Linked DNA regions of Ovis aries: region 2 is linked to region 1. The links are chromatin contacts, called in public Hi-C maps. All regions are on one chromosome and are shown on one strand. Each heading gives the region's core, a stretch centred on a gene start, on an enhancer-like site or on the middle of the called end of the contact. The rest is flanking DNA. Distances are from core to core; before and after follow the strand shown. Region 1 holds the start of CISH (cytokine inducible SH2 containing protein). Region 2 holds the start of TMEM115 (transmembrane protein 115).

Region 1 (7,103 bases), core at 516-3,015:
GATGCTGGGCAAGATTGAAGGCAAGAGAAGAGGACGACAGAGGATGAGATGATTGGATGGCATCACCGACTTGATGGACATGAGTTTGAGCAAATTCCGGGAGTTGGTGATAGACAGGGAAGCCTGGCGTGCTGCAGTCCATGGGTTGGCAAAGAATCAGACACAACTAAGTGACTGAACTGAACTGAAGTGGGGCTACACTGAAGTTCAAATTCCCTTCAGGAACTTGGGTTTCATGAGAAGTGAGTTTCATCAAGTCATTTCTCACATGAACCAATTATTTTTGTAATGTTGTCCTGCATCGTGGCCTTTTGCTTTTGGATCCCTCAGTCTTCCATCCCCTCCCAGGCAGGACAAACTCAGCCCTGTCTGCCCTGGGGAAAGCCTGGATACTACCATTTATGCCTCTGGACACTGCCAGGAGCCTGTCATCCCTGCTAGGGGACCTGAAGTTTACCTTCTTTTCTGGGAACTTGGGGGGTACACACTGGGAAGGTGGGATGGACCCTACCACTGCTCCAATTCTCTCATCTCCTGGCCCACGGGCTTCGAGGATATGTGAGCAGCCCCTTTAAGGATGCTTCTCGGTGAGTCCAGTGAATGGGAAAAGGTGGAAAGGATCAATGGTAGGGGATGTTCCCTGGGGCTCAGCAATAATGGGAGAAATACCAGCTATTGAGGATCGCACGTACCAGGTGCTCCGTGTAGATGGGAGAGGCTGTCACTGTTCCTCCGCTCTACTTTTATCCCCTAGCTTCAGTTTATCGCTGGGGGTTTGGAGCTCCAGGTCTCTCTCCCATATTTTTAGGGGGCCCACCAAGCCAGAGACACATCTAAACTGTCCTGTGAGGAGAGCTGGGGGCTCTTTATCCTTGCCTGTCTCCTCAAGTTGGTAGTCATTTCCTCCCTGATTGGAGGGCTGGCCAGAGGCCAGCTTAGGGCCGAGACTGGATGGCCCCACAGAGTGCAAAGGTTGGGATGGTGCCTTCTTCCGCAACTCCCAGGGGAAACCTTCTCGCTTGGATCCTATTGGCTGCAGTGGCCTCAGGCTTGACCTCCGTGAACCTGCTTGGATCTGGATACTCCCTCTGAATCCCTTTTTTCCCCTAATGTTTCTCTCCAAACCATAACCCATGCCACCCGCCTCCCCACACAGGGTCCAGGGGTCCGAGTGCAGCCTATAGGGGGCGCCTGCACACCAGCACACCGCCTTGGAGGAGCCACTAGCTGGGCGGACAGACCCGTGGCCGCGCCCTCGTGCTGCCACCGGTCCTATCCAGAGATAAGCGGGCCTGTCGCTAACGAAGCGGAGTGCCCCGAAGGAAATCTGAGCTCAGGTAGGTAAAGCACCGGCCTCTCCCTAGCCCTATTCAACTTGGTTTTCACCGGTTGGTCTCTAAGTCATGCCCAACCCCCTTGGCTCACGTCAGCCTCGAATCCAAGCGCTCTAATTGGCCCTCCCTGACCACTCGGCCCCACCTCCTGCACTGCGACTGGTCGGCGCGCAGGGCCCCGCCCCATTTTCCTGGAAAGTTCTTGGAAATCTGTCAAAGGTGTTTCCTTTAGCGACCCTCAGCCCCAGACTAAGGGAGCCGGCGCCCCCCACCCGCGCCCCTCGCCGCCAGACAGCACAGCCGGCGGTTCTAGGAAGACGTCGCTTCCGGGAAGGGCTGGGACACAGAGGACAAAAGATTAGGCTGTTCGCCCCGCCCTGTCCTCCAGGCCCGCCCCCCGCGCCCTCCCGGCGCGCCCGCGAAGCCACCTCACAGTCCCGGCCCGCCGCCCGTGCATCCCGGGAGCCTGCCCTGCGAGCGCGATCCGCGCCCACTGGCTCACTCCACCCGCCGCCGTCAGGCCGAGCCTCAGCTCCGGAGCAACAGCTGCAGCTGCCGGGACATGGTCCTCTGCGTTCAGGGGTAAGTGCGGCTCTCTGCCCCAGCCCAGCTCCGCGCCGGGACGCGGCGGAGAACTGGCCTCGTGCTAGCCACCGAGTATTAAGAGGACTTGATTGGAGAAAGACCTCGGGAGTGTGATAACAAAGAAAGGTGACAACATCGTCACCACCTCTACTGGCACTGTGGGTACGGAAACTGGGGGTCAGCTAGCGACAGGAGAAACACAGGGGAAACAGCTTGGGTTCTGGCTGGAAAAGGTGGACGCTTCAGGCAGCGCCTCCTCCCAGACGTGGCTCACTTGCCCAGCCGTTCTGGATCGGGAGCGCTCTACCCTGGCCTGCCAGCCCAATAACCTACTGTGACCATGGGCCAGCCCTTGCCCCTTTCTGTCCTGCCATCCACTCTCCTGCCTCAGGCTCGCAGTTAGGCTCTTCTTGGGAAACCAATCCGAGATCCTTACCTCTATCCAGGTTGGCACCTGCTGAACAAGCAGCTCTTGGAAGAGACTAGGCTTGACCCAGCCCTGTCTGAGGCCCCCCTCACAATGGCCTCATCCCTACTCTCAGTCCGATATGGGATCCCAATGTGAGAAGTGCCTTGGCTCCTGCCTCCCTTCTCCAAGTTTCCCAAAAACTTGCGGCAGCGGGGGGGGGGGGGGGCAGGCTTATAAGACAGTCTTGGCTTCAGCTGAGCATTCTTAACACATTCCTTTTGACCAGAACCTCAGCGTCCCCTTCAACCAAGGGTCTGATGCTCTCCAGACTCATCTGACAGGAGCTCAGAAGCTCCAGGGTGAGTGAAAGGAGATGTGAGTGGGTGCTCCACAGCCAGAGAGAACTAGGTGGCCCAGTGACTGCTGTTATCAAAACTGGTATGGTAGCAAGTGAGGAAGGGTGGAAGGTGGGGCAAGGCTGAAGTGCCCCCAGCTCTGAACAGTCCTGCTTCCAGCACCTGGAGGTGCTAGGAAGACTGTACCTGCTTCAGTTTCTCCCTGATCATCTCCAGCGTCTCCCTTTCTCCTCTCTGCACTTTGGGACTCCCGGACACCTTCCCCCACGCTCCTGCCTTGGTTCACAGGACCCCAGCCAATTCTGGGGCCCCACACTCTCTCACTTTGCTCCAGCTGAAGGCCCCCTTGGAATATCAGTGCATCAGGCCAGTGGTCTTGTCAGGGAGCAAGACCAGCTAGTGCTCTCCTGAGCCGGGGAGCAGGAATTCCCACCTGTAGGTTTGGGGTGTCAGCTTTGCTGAGGGCTACCTGCTCAGGGCTGAGTTTGCTTCACTAGTTTATGTCCCCAAACAGAATGCACAGGCTGGGCTGCGCAGCAGGCACCCTCACATACTGGCCACCTACACCTGGAGCACCACAGCCATCACCGCCACCACGACACAATAACACAGCTGTGGACACACCCCTCCCCAGATATATATAGTCACTCACCAGGAGCTTGTGGTGACCAATACAGCCGCTCACACATCCAGATATCATATCATCATCCCTAGAGGTCCCTACACCCACATATGCTAAGCTGTTTGGACATGGCCACCCCCAGAGACTATCTGGTCTGATTGGCTAACCACCTTCTATAGTCCTAGAAGGCTCCCTGGCCTGAGCTGAGCTCTGGGACCCAGTAGGGAGGCCCTCAGCCAGTTGCTTGGATCTCAGCCTCCAGCTCTTCTAGAGGGAGTCCAGAGCTCCCGCAGTGCAGCCAGAGTGGGAGTGAAGAAGGGTCACCAGGCTATGGTATGCCAGGGTCTTATGGCCCCTTCTTCTCACGAGCAGTTGCTGGCCCCTATCTGTTAAAATCTTCTAAGAGTCATCTATAACTTACATGGTCAGATCTGGTTCCTCTCCCTGGCTCCTGCCGCCAGCTCCTGCCTACCTCTTCCTGCCGCGTAAACAATACCTGGCAGTGTTTCCCAATGTCGTCATCTCGGCCTGTGGTGCCTTCACTGCTTCTTCCTCTGGCCTGAGACTCAGCTCAGGAGCAGGCTGACCCTGACTCCCCTGTAACATCCTTTGTTTTTTTATGACTTTGGGTTATGAGCACTCCTTTAGGGCAGGGGCCAAGGTTACATGATCCTGATGTCTTGAGGCCTGGCAGAGAACCAGACCCAGAACTGAGATCCGAGGATTTCTTTTGTGACGAGTGGGAAAGGACTGGCAGTCTCTTCCACGGGAACCAGGGCCATGCTGCTCACTCCCAAGAACCCCCAGGATCACTGCACTGGGTGGGCTTCCCTTAAAGAGAAGCTACTACTCAGACTGGGGCTGGTTCAGCAACCCAATTCTAGTCATCTGAGAATATGGTGTGGCCCAACCCCTCAGTGTCTGGGCTGGGATGACCGCTCACTGGGGCAGCAGGGAAGTGGACCTCTAGTGAAGAGCAGTGTTTGCTAAAGATCACGGTGTCTGGTAGGGCAGGCTTGTCAGAGTGGGATCTGGAATGTGGGATGAGTACCCTGCCCTTTGGTGGGAGCTCATATTTATGGGAGGTGGAACTTAATGCCTTTAGAGGCCACTGTGTACCCGAGACCCTCAGCTGGGAGGAGGAGAGAACAGGATGGGAGTCTGACCTGTTCGGGGAGATAATTCTAGCCTCTAAGGCCTGGCCAGTGTAGAGCAAGGTCCCTCTGACAGACACTGTTGTCCATGGGGAGGTAGCATGTGACCCATCCCTTGGCTCAACCAGGACCATGCATTTAATCAGCCACCTCTGCCAGGAGGGCACCATTGTGGGGCCTCTTTGCACTGGATCCTGTCTATATGGTGGGAACCCCAACTGGCCACTGTGAACTAGGGATGCCTACAGGGAATGATCTATGGATTTGGTTGGTACAAAACAGAAGAGAGATTACAGATGGCTCTTTGTCCCTGCAGATGTGAAACCTGGGGATACAGAGGGCCCGTGTATTCATTGTACTGCCCCATTCATACAAGGGACTCAAGCATCCACAGGTTCCATCTCCTGGAACCATCTCCCCGTGGATACTGGCTCCAACTATAATTGCTCTTTGATAAATGCAGGAGGGTGGGACAGTCTCTTTCAGAAGGGGGTTCATATGTGGGGGAGGTCATCAAGGGAGCCTTTTGTGCTGACAAGTGGGAGGTGGAATACTAGTCTCATGACGGAGCAGAGGGGAAATGGGGGCTCACAGTGAGAAAGACTCGCCAGAGGTCACGTAGCCAGTCTGGGGCAGAGGGGCTCTCTGGAAATGGAGAGAGCACAGGGTCTCCACTCACTGCCCACGCACCTCCTTCTAGACCTTGTCCTTTGCTGGCCGTGGAGCAGACTGGGCAGCGGCCCCTGTGGGCCCAGTCCCTGGAGCTGCCCCAACCAGTTATGCAACCTTTGCCTGCTGGCGCCTTGCTGGAGGAGGCAGTAGAGGAGTCCCCAGGCCAGCCAGAGAGGGAGCCCAAGGTGGTGGACCCCGAGGAGGACCTGCTGTGCATAGCCAAGACCTTCTCCTACCTTCGGGAATCTGGTGAGTCTGAGGAGGGCGGAGGAATTGTCCTGGGAAGTCTGACTGGGGAAGATTAGCTCTGCCTGTTGAGTTTAATTTGAGAGGCAAGCCCTTGGCCAGAAGAGTCTGACCAGAGGGAAGGGCCCCAGCCCTCCCCAGGGAGAGGTGAGGAGAAGAAGCTGAGCCCTGCCATTCCCTGGGTTGGTGCACCCAGCTACTTTCCACTGTGACCAGTTGGTTCCTCTCCTGTCCACTTGCCTAGGCTGGTACTGGGGTTCCATTACAGCCAGTGAGGCCCGGCAACACCTTCAGAAGATGCCAGAGGGCACCTTCTTGGTACGTGACAGCACCCACCCCAGCTACCTGTTCACACTGTCCGTCAAGACCACCCGCGGGCCCACCAACGTGCGCATTGAGTACGCCGACTCCAGCTTCCGCCTGGACTCCAACTGCCTGTCCAGGCCGCGCATCCTGGCCTTCCCAGATGTGGTGAGCCTGGTCCAGCACTACGTGGCCTCCTGTGCCACAGACACCCGGAGTGACAGTCCCGACCTTGCTGCCACCCCGGCCCTGCCCACCCCGAAGGAAGATGCGCCTGGTGACCCAGCCCTGCCCGCCACGGCCGTTCACCTAAAACTGGTGCAGCCCTTTGTGCGCAGGAGCAGCACCCGAAGCCTGCAGCACCTGTGCCGCCTCGTCATCAACCGTCTGGTGGCCGACGTGGACTGCCTGCCGCTGCCCCGGCGCATGGCTGACTACCTCCGACAATACCCCTTCCAGCTCTGACCCAGCCGAGCAGCCGCCTGGCCTCACCCAGCTGGACCCTGGAGGGGACATGGGCCCCAGCTGGACTTGGGCTCCCACGACCCCTCCTCCAGTCATCCTGGTACCCGTGCGCATCTGGCAGCTAGACCAGGAACGGTCCGCAGGAACAAGGCTGGGGGTCAGCGGCCAGGGAAAGTGTCACAGGACTTGGAGGCCAGCGCCCCCCGCTCCCATGTGACTCCATTGTGGTGGGCTATATGTGTCAAAAGAGAGGGCACTGGCAGGACCTTGTCTCAACCCTGTGGGCTGGACCCAGTCCCCCACTCACCTGCTGTGGACTCCTGAACTGCGTAGACTTGGCCGACCCCGGTTTCTTCATCCACAGGGTGGGGCGGGCCCCTTCCTTCCAGCTAGCCAGCTTCTGTCTCGGAGGTATATCAGCCAGAGGAACCAAGGTTGATGGTGACAGTCCCCAGGCGGGGGCACAGACCAAACTGGGGGACAGCACAGTTATATAGTATTTATTTATTTATTCTCCCTGGGTTGGTCTCGGGGTGAGCCGAACCCTCCTCTCTGCCCTGAGCACTCCAGAGGCCCCAGACTGGCCCCAGCTTCTCTGGTTCCTCCTACCCTGAGATGCGCTGCTGGACCCAAGGTGGGCCTGCATGTCCTGGCACTAACCCATCCACCTGAGAAGCAGTCCTTCTCCTCGGCCTCCAGCCCTGTGTTGGGAGGATGGGTGAATAAACGAACGTGGCGCCAACATATTAGCACCCAGCAGAGCCTGCCACTCACCCCCTCCAGGGCCAAGCCCTGTCTGCACAGAGCTGGTCTCGCCGTGGCACAGGCCCTGCCCGAGGCGGGGGCCGGGTCAGGGAGTGGCATGGTTGTTGGAGGACCACCGCTCCAGCTCTGCTGGGTCTGCTTCCTGCCCAGGAAAGTGCGTTCACACAAGAGAGGGAACGAAACTCCATATCC
Region 2 (6,759 bases), core at 3,415-5,914, 240 kb after region 1:
CACGCGCAGAGACTGATCAACACCAACCTTCTCTTCGTGGTGGCCGAGAAGCCGCTGTGCAGCCAGTGTGAGGCCGGCCGGCTACTGCAGAAGGAGACACACTGTATCCTGCCCGCGCCGCCCCCCGCCGCCCACCCCCTTCCACCCCCGCGCACCCGCTCCATGCCGCCGCCTCCTTGACTCCCCACCCATGCCCAGCGGACGGCCCGGAGCAGTGTGAACTGGTGCAGAGACCGCGATACCGGAGAGGCCCACACATCTGTTTCGACTACAACGCCACGGTAAGGAGCTGGGGAGGGCGGCTTTGAGCCGCAGCTCGCACTCTCCCCAGGGCTAGTGCGGCCCTGCCACGCCCCCTGCCCATCCCCGCCCGGGCCGACCGGCTGTTCCCTGTCTTTTCCCAACAGGAAGATACCTCAGACTGTGGCCGCGGAGCCTCCTTCCCCCCGTCGTTGGGCGTCCTGGTGTCCCTCCAGCTGCTGCTCCTCCTGGGCCTGCCTCCCCGGCCGCAGCCTCAAGTTCACGCCACGCCACTCTGAGTGTCCCTCCCCCCAGCAGGCCTCCCCGCCGTTCCCTGCTCCCCTGCCCTCCACTCCCCGCCTTAGAGCCTTGCCCCCTCCCTCAATGAAGGAACTGAGCGCTCCTGGCCCCCAGAATCTGCGCCTTGGGGTGGGGGTGGGGGGTGCGAAGGAGGACGCTGCAGGTCTCTGGCCCCCAAGCCACGTCTCGCTGCTGAACTGTCAAAGTGTCCCCAGACCTCTCATTCCCACTGGACTCACCCACTCCTGAGGGCTGGGCCAGGGAGGCCACAGTACTGGTGCCAAACCAGGCCTCCACTGCCCGCCCTGCCCTGGGGCTCCCTTTGTGTGGGAGACCTAGGCCTTGCCCCACCTGGACTCCTCTAACCTGTCCCTTCTACCCCACCCAGGACTAAATCTATATTCCCGGGGAATAATAGAGGAAATGGTGATGGGCAGTTTGAGGCCTGTGCATCATCCCAGCTTAAGTCCTGGCAGGAGAGCCCCCAGTGAGCTCCTGCCTCTCTCAGGCCTACAGCCATCCCTCCCCAAGCCCTGCAGGTAGCAGGACAGTGACAGAGACACTGGCTAAGACACAACCCCATACACAACTGGAGCCCTGAGGGCAGAAACTGGACTCATGTTAGACATACCCAGGAGAACACACACACAAACACAGACACACACACCATGGAGCGGGGTGAGGGTAGGGGCTCACAAAGCCTTACACAGGGTGAGGGGTTGGTGGGAGGGTTGGCACATGCAGGCTCCATCTCCTGCTCACCGTCACCCTCTAATCTAACCTGTAACCCAGCTGGTCCTCTGTCTCTAAAGCTGAATGTCAAACAGTGCCAAATGCTGGGGCAAAGAGGGAAGATCCCTCTGTCCCAACTTTGCCGCCAGTGTCCCCTAAATGCCCGTGACCCTGCCAGGTGCTCATTGTAACCATTTCTCACTAGTGTCAGGCCCCCAGGGGGACCACATGCCACTGCCTGCACCCCTCAGCAGAGGAACTCTCACCAGACATCGCCCTTTGCCTTAGTGGCGGTGACTTGATCACTCCTAGCTGGATCATCCCACCCCCAATCTGGCCCTTACACACTCAGGCCTATCTTTCCCTCTTACACACACACACTCCCTGGCCAAACTGCTCCTCCCTGAACACACATTTGCACATATGCACACACATATACACACTCTGTGCACACACAGAGGCTGGGCCTGGGAACATCTCTTCACACCGTTCATTCTGGTCATTTCCCTCAAAGGCGTCCCAGCCTGGGGGCCATTGGGGGACTGAGGGCAGGGGGATGTGGCCGTGGGGCTCAGATGGACTGGGAGGAGGGGGGAGGGTGATGCATTAATTAATGGCTCCGTTAATTAATGTTACGTTGCTTGTCGCTTTCTCAGTGTGTGTATGTATGGTCCATGCCTGCTGCTGGTGCCAGGGTGGGCACCCATGCTGTACACCCAGCCTAGACGCCAGCCATGTCTTGTGGGGGCGTGTGTGTAACTGTAGTGTAGTCAGGTGCTCAATGGAGAATATAAAAATAAAAAAGAATCAAACATATACAGAAAAATTAATATATATTTTAAGTTTAAAAAAGAAAAGCAGACAAAACAATCCCCATCAGGTAGTTGTCCAACCCCCGGCTGGGTCTGATCCTTCTCATCACCCACCTGACCTGGCTGTCCCCTCACCTCGGGCTCGGGGGATCTGGGGGGGACTGGGGGGCCATTTCCTTTTATCTGCCCTTTTTTTTGGTTGTTCTATTTTGTACAGACAAGTCGGAAAAACAACAGCGACAAAAAAGTCAAGAAACTTTGTAAAATACTGTGTGTGTGATTCCTTGTAAAATATTTTCAAATGGTTTATTACAGAAGATCAGTTATTAAATAATGTTCATATTTTCACTTCAAATGGTTCCCATACACTGTGTCTGCCTGGAGTGAGGATTGGGTGGCTTGAAGATAGGTGGCCCTGAGCACTTACCACTCATTTGGGAGTGAAGCCATACCAATCCAGGTCTCTGGTGGGTGGAAGGCCTGATGCTTCTCAGGTCTCCTAAGTGCCAGATCCTTGACATCCTTTGTCTTCTATAATCATCTCAAAAGCCTTCAGGAAAAACTCTTTAAAGAAAAAAAAGTTTCCCAGAGGCTCAAGGCCAAGACCATGGAAGAAAGAAGATGGAGATGAGACGCAAGCTTCTGGCCAATGGGATCAGACTGGGGCCTAGTGAGCAGGTCCTCCACGTGGAATGAAAAGTGAATACCCAGTCCAAGTCCATGGCCTGGTGTTGGAGGGCCACTTTGGCTGTCTGGAGGAAGCCAAGTTCTGCCTACCCCCTGCAAGCATGATGGGTGCTCCTTCCCAGCCCAGCGGAGGCCTGGGCCTCTCTGGCCACTGCTGCTCACACTAGAACACAGCTCTGAATACTTTTCAGCAAATCCTCTCAGGCCTCCCTCTGGCAAGCCCTACACCCTTGTTCATTTTAATCCTAACTCTTACTAGTGAACCCTACTGTGCAACCTTTGTGTTCAAGGGGAAAGACAACCACCAGTGCAGAGGTTTTCCACTGACACTTAACTGTACACATTCCATACTCTGCACTCACCCAGCTGAGTCCTCACCACAACCTTAAGAGTTAGATACCAGTTTATCTCCATACTTCTGGTGAGCAAATTGAGACTTAGGAGAAATCCTTCCTCCCAGATGCAAGAAACCACCAAAGGTTTCTAAGATGAGGTTGCCTGTGGCTGAGGAACCTCGGATGCTAAATAAATGAAAGGAGGCATTCGAGGCGTTAGTGAAGACACCTTTCCTCACCCTCCACAATGGTTGGCCACATAGCAAAGACTAGCAGTCCCTGAGACAGCTCCCATGCTCGGCAACAGCCCCAGAGGTCCTGGGTTAGATCTGCCATGTGAAATACAGAACATCTAATCTGACTGGGATTTCAGATAATTAATATTTTTTAGTATGTTCCCAACATTGCATGGGACATAACTATAAAAATTGGAGTCACATGTATCCTGAAAAAATTGTTTATCTGAAATTCAAATCTCATTGGCCTGTATTTTGATTTGCTAAATCTAGCAACCCTACCCCTGCGTAGCATCCAGCGGGAACCCAGACCCCAAAGTTAAGGCATAGCAACACGTGTGATTTGGAAGACTATGCACACATCAGCAGTTGTACTGCTGGTGGAAAGGAAGGGATTCTGTACTTTTAAAATGTGCTTTGTTACATAATTAATTATATGCACATTTTAAAAATCCAGTTTTGCACAGGTAGCTTCAGGTGGCTGCTTGAAGCCACCACTGCAGTGAGACAGGGGTCCAAGGCCAGCCTGATTCAAGTTTGTGTGGAGAGACCTCTCCATCAGGATCATCCATTGACTGGGTGAGGAAGAGTCATTGAGAGAGGTCCTGCCTCACCCCTTTTGGGGCTGGAGACCGGAGTTCAAGTGTGGGCTCCACCTCACTTGTACACAAGGGCAGCATGGGCAGCACACTCGCTGAGCAACCAGGGTGGACTGCATTTTACATCCCAGTCCCCTTGGATCCTCACGGTAGGTCCCGTCATCATCTCCATTCAACGGTCCATGAAACTGAGTTTCAATAAAGTTCGGGAATTTGGCCAATGCCACGCATCCGTCAGATGACAGAGCAAGAATTCCAACCTGGGTCAGGCATACACCCGACCGTGGAAGTTCCAGGAGTTCGCGCCCGGTCATCCAACATTCTTAACTCGCACACCTGCCTACAAGGACACACCCACTCAGATGTACGGTCAGACATGGAGCCACGCCTCCCGGGAAATTCAGAAAGTGCATGGCGTGCAGCTGTGCAGCCGCTGGTTCTCGCGGCTCTCCAGAGGTCATTCGCCTTCCCCCCACGTCTGGAGAACCGGCGACCACGGTCCTGAGCACTACAACTCCCAAGCACACCCGCCTCTCCCGCCGCACAGCCTCCTGGGACTTGTTCTACCCAGAGCCCTGATCGCCGCAGGTCCCAGTGTGGCCGAGGACTTCATGTCCCAGCATGCCGCGGAGCCGCAAGGCCGACGCTCAGAGGGCTTCCTGCCTCCGTCGGGGGCGCGCAGGCGCAGCGCCCTGTTTGTCGGCGCCTGAGAAGGGAGGAGGTACTGTCGAAACCGAGACCGAGGCCGAGGCGGAGCTGACCAGACTTGACTCCGGCCCAGAACTAGTCTCCGCGCCGCGCGGACCGTAAGAGGCCCCAGAGTGGATGGAGGAGATCGAGCCCTGAGATCACCGCCAGCCCGGTCGGCGCTGTGGCCACACAGGGCGGGCGGGCAGGCGGTGGTGCCTAAGCTGCTCGGGGCCTTTCCTCAGATTCCCCGTCGAGGGGCCTAGGCCCCGGCCCCGCGACCGACCAGGCCCGGCTCTGCCCTTTGGGACCGGAGTCGACCCGACCGGAAGTAGAAGCCTTCACCGGGGCCATAGGCCAGTGACTAGGTCGGGCCCGGGCCTCCCGTCGGGGCCGGACTGGGAAGAGGCCCCGGGGAGGCCCCTAGCCCACTAAACCCTTCCCTCAGGCCAACGCCCGCGAAGAAGATGCAGCGCGCCCTACCGGGCGCCCGCCAACACTTGGGGGCCATTCTGTCCAGCGCCAGTGTGGTGGTGAAGGCTCTGTGCGCGGCGGTACTATTTCTGTATCTGCTGTCCTTCGCCGTGGACACGGGCTGCCTGGCGGTCACCCCAGGCTACCTCTTTCCGCCCAACTTCTGGATCTGGACCCTGGCTACCCATGGGTTGATGGAACAGCATGTGTGGGATGTGGCCATCAGCCTGGCCACCGTAGTGGTAGCTGGACGTTTGCTGGAGCCCCTCTGGGGGGCCTTGGAGCTGCTCATCTTCTTCTCAGTGGTGAACGTGTCTGTGGGGCTACTGGGGGCCTTCGCCTACCTCCTCACCTACATGGCTTCCTTCAACTTGGTCTACCTTTTCACTGTCCGCATCCACGGCGCCCTGGGCTTCCTAGGTGGTGTCCTGGTGGCACTCAAGCAAACCATGGGGGACTGTGTGGTCCTGCGAGTGCCCCAGGTGCGTGTCAGTGTGGTGCCCATGCTGCTGTTGGGGCTGCTGCTGCTGCTGCGGCTGGCCACACTGCTCCAGAGCCCGGCACTGGCCTCCTATGGCTTTGGGCTGATCTCCAGTTGGGTGTATCTTCGCTTCTACCAGCGCCATAGCCGAGGCCGAGGGGACATGGCCGACCACTTTGCTTTCGCCACCTTCTTCCCCGAGATCCTGCAGCCTGTGGTGAGCCTGCTGGCAAACCTGGTGCATGGCCTCCTGGTCAAAGTAAAGATATGCCAGAAGACAGTGAAGCGCTATGATGTGGGCGCCCCATCCTCCATTACCATCAGCCTCCCAGGCACAGACCCTCAAGATGCAGAGCGGAGAAGGTACTGTGAAATCTTCCAAAACCTTGTTGAGCTAGGAGAATCTTACAGATCAGGTCACATTCCATCTTTTGAGGTGCTTGCTTGCTGTATGTAGGCTGGCAGCTGTATGCAGGCTTACAGTAAGATGTTGGGGGCAGACTCAGAGAAAATCCAGTTTGTGGCCTTGATCTCAACACTTCGGTATCTGGGCTGCATACGTTGCTTTCCAAAATTAGGGAGTAAAAGTTGTCTTTCTCACCACTCAGGGTGCTTAAGTTTCAAGAAACGCCCTGCTTCCTTTTGAACTGTGTGAGGACTAGTGGAGAGCCAGGTACATATAAGCCTGGCCTTGTCTCAGAATCTTGGCATTCTTGACACTGGTCCTGTGGGAGCCAGAAGCAACCCGCTGGTCCTTTTTCCCCTGTGAGAGAGGGACAGGGAAGGAGACCTGGGATCCTTCTGAGGTGGTTGGGGCCACCCCAGTTTCCAAGTGCTGGACTCCACCCTCTTCCTGGGCCTTAAATTCAGATGTCGTGCTTCTTTGCAGCTTATTTATTAACAGGGAAGCCTGGGGTATAACTAGACTTAGACAACCACTGGCCCATGTACACCGACTCTGGCAGGCATGTGTCACCAAACCCAGGGGACAGCCACGTGACCCACCGAGGGAGCCTGCTGACCACACCAGGGAATGGAGACAGCCTTTTCATTATCTGTAAACCAAGCCATCTGCACCATCAGGAGTCTCAGCTGAATTATTCACTTACTGCACCTTGGCCAGGGCAAGACAGATCTTTTTTTAATCCATTTCTTTCTCTCTCCCAGGCCTATGGA

The links. A called contact is a pair of places that touch in the nucleus more often than the background predicts.
Region 2: a contact with region 1 is called in a Hi-C map of blood, with 3 times the contacts expected there. The contact joins the promoter of TMEM115 here to the promoter of CISH in region 1. A contact is called at or near these places in 2 of 16 Hi-C or Micro-C datasets (blood and mixed tissues).

Annotation. Positions count from the first base shown.
Region 1 is chr19:49,801,563-49,808,665 of ARS-UI_Ramb_v3.0, forward strand. CISH (cytokine inducible SH2 containing protein) reads left to right here and starts at 1,766. Exons shown (of 3, transcript XM_004018434.4): 1 at 1,766-1,916; 2 at 5,161-5,381; 3 at 5,623-7,103. The coding sequence starts at 1,897. The coding sequence ends at 6,146.
Region 2 is chr19:50,036,839-50,043,597 of ARS-UI_Ramb_v3.0, forward strand. It overlaps TMEM115 (transmembrane protein 115), which reads left to right and starts at 4,665. Exons shown (of 2, transcript XM_004018437.6): 1 at 4,665-5,946. The coding sequence starts at 5,096. It overlaps CACNA2D2 (calcium voltage-gated channel auxiliary subunit alpha2delta 2), which reads left to right. Exons shown (of 38, transcript XM_060402529.1): 36 at 1-102; 37 at 192-281; 38 at 408-2,439. The coding sequence ends at 539.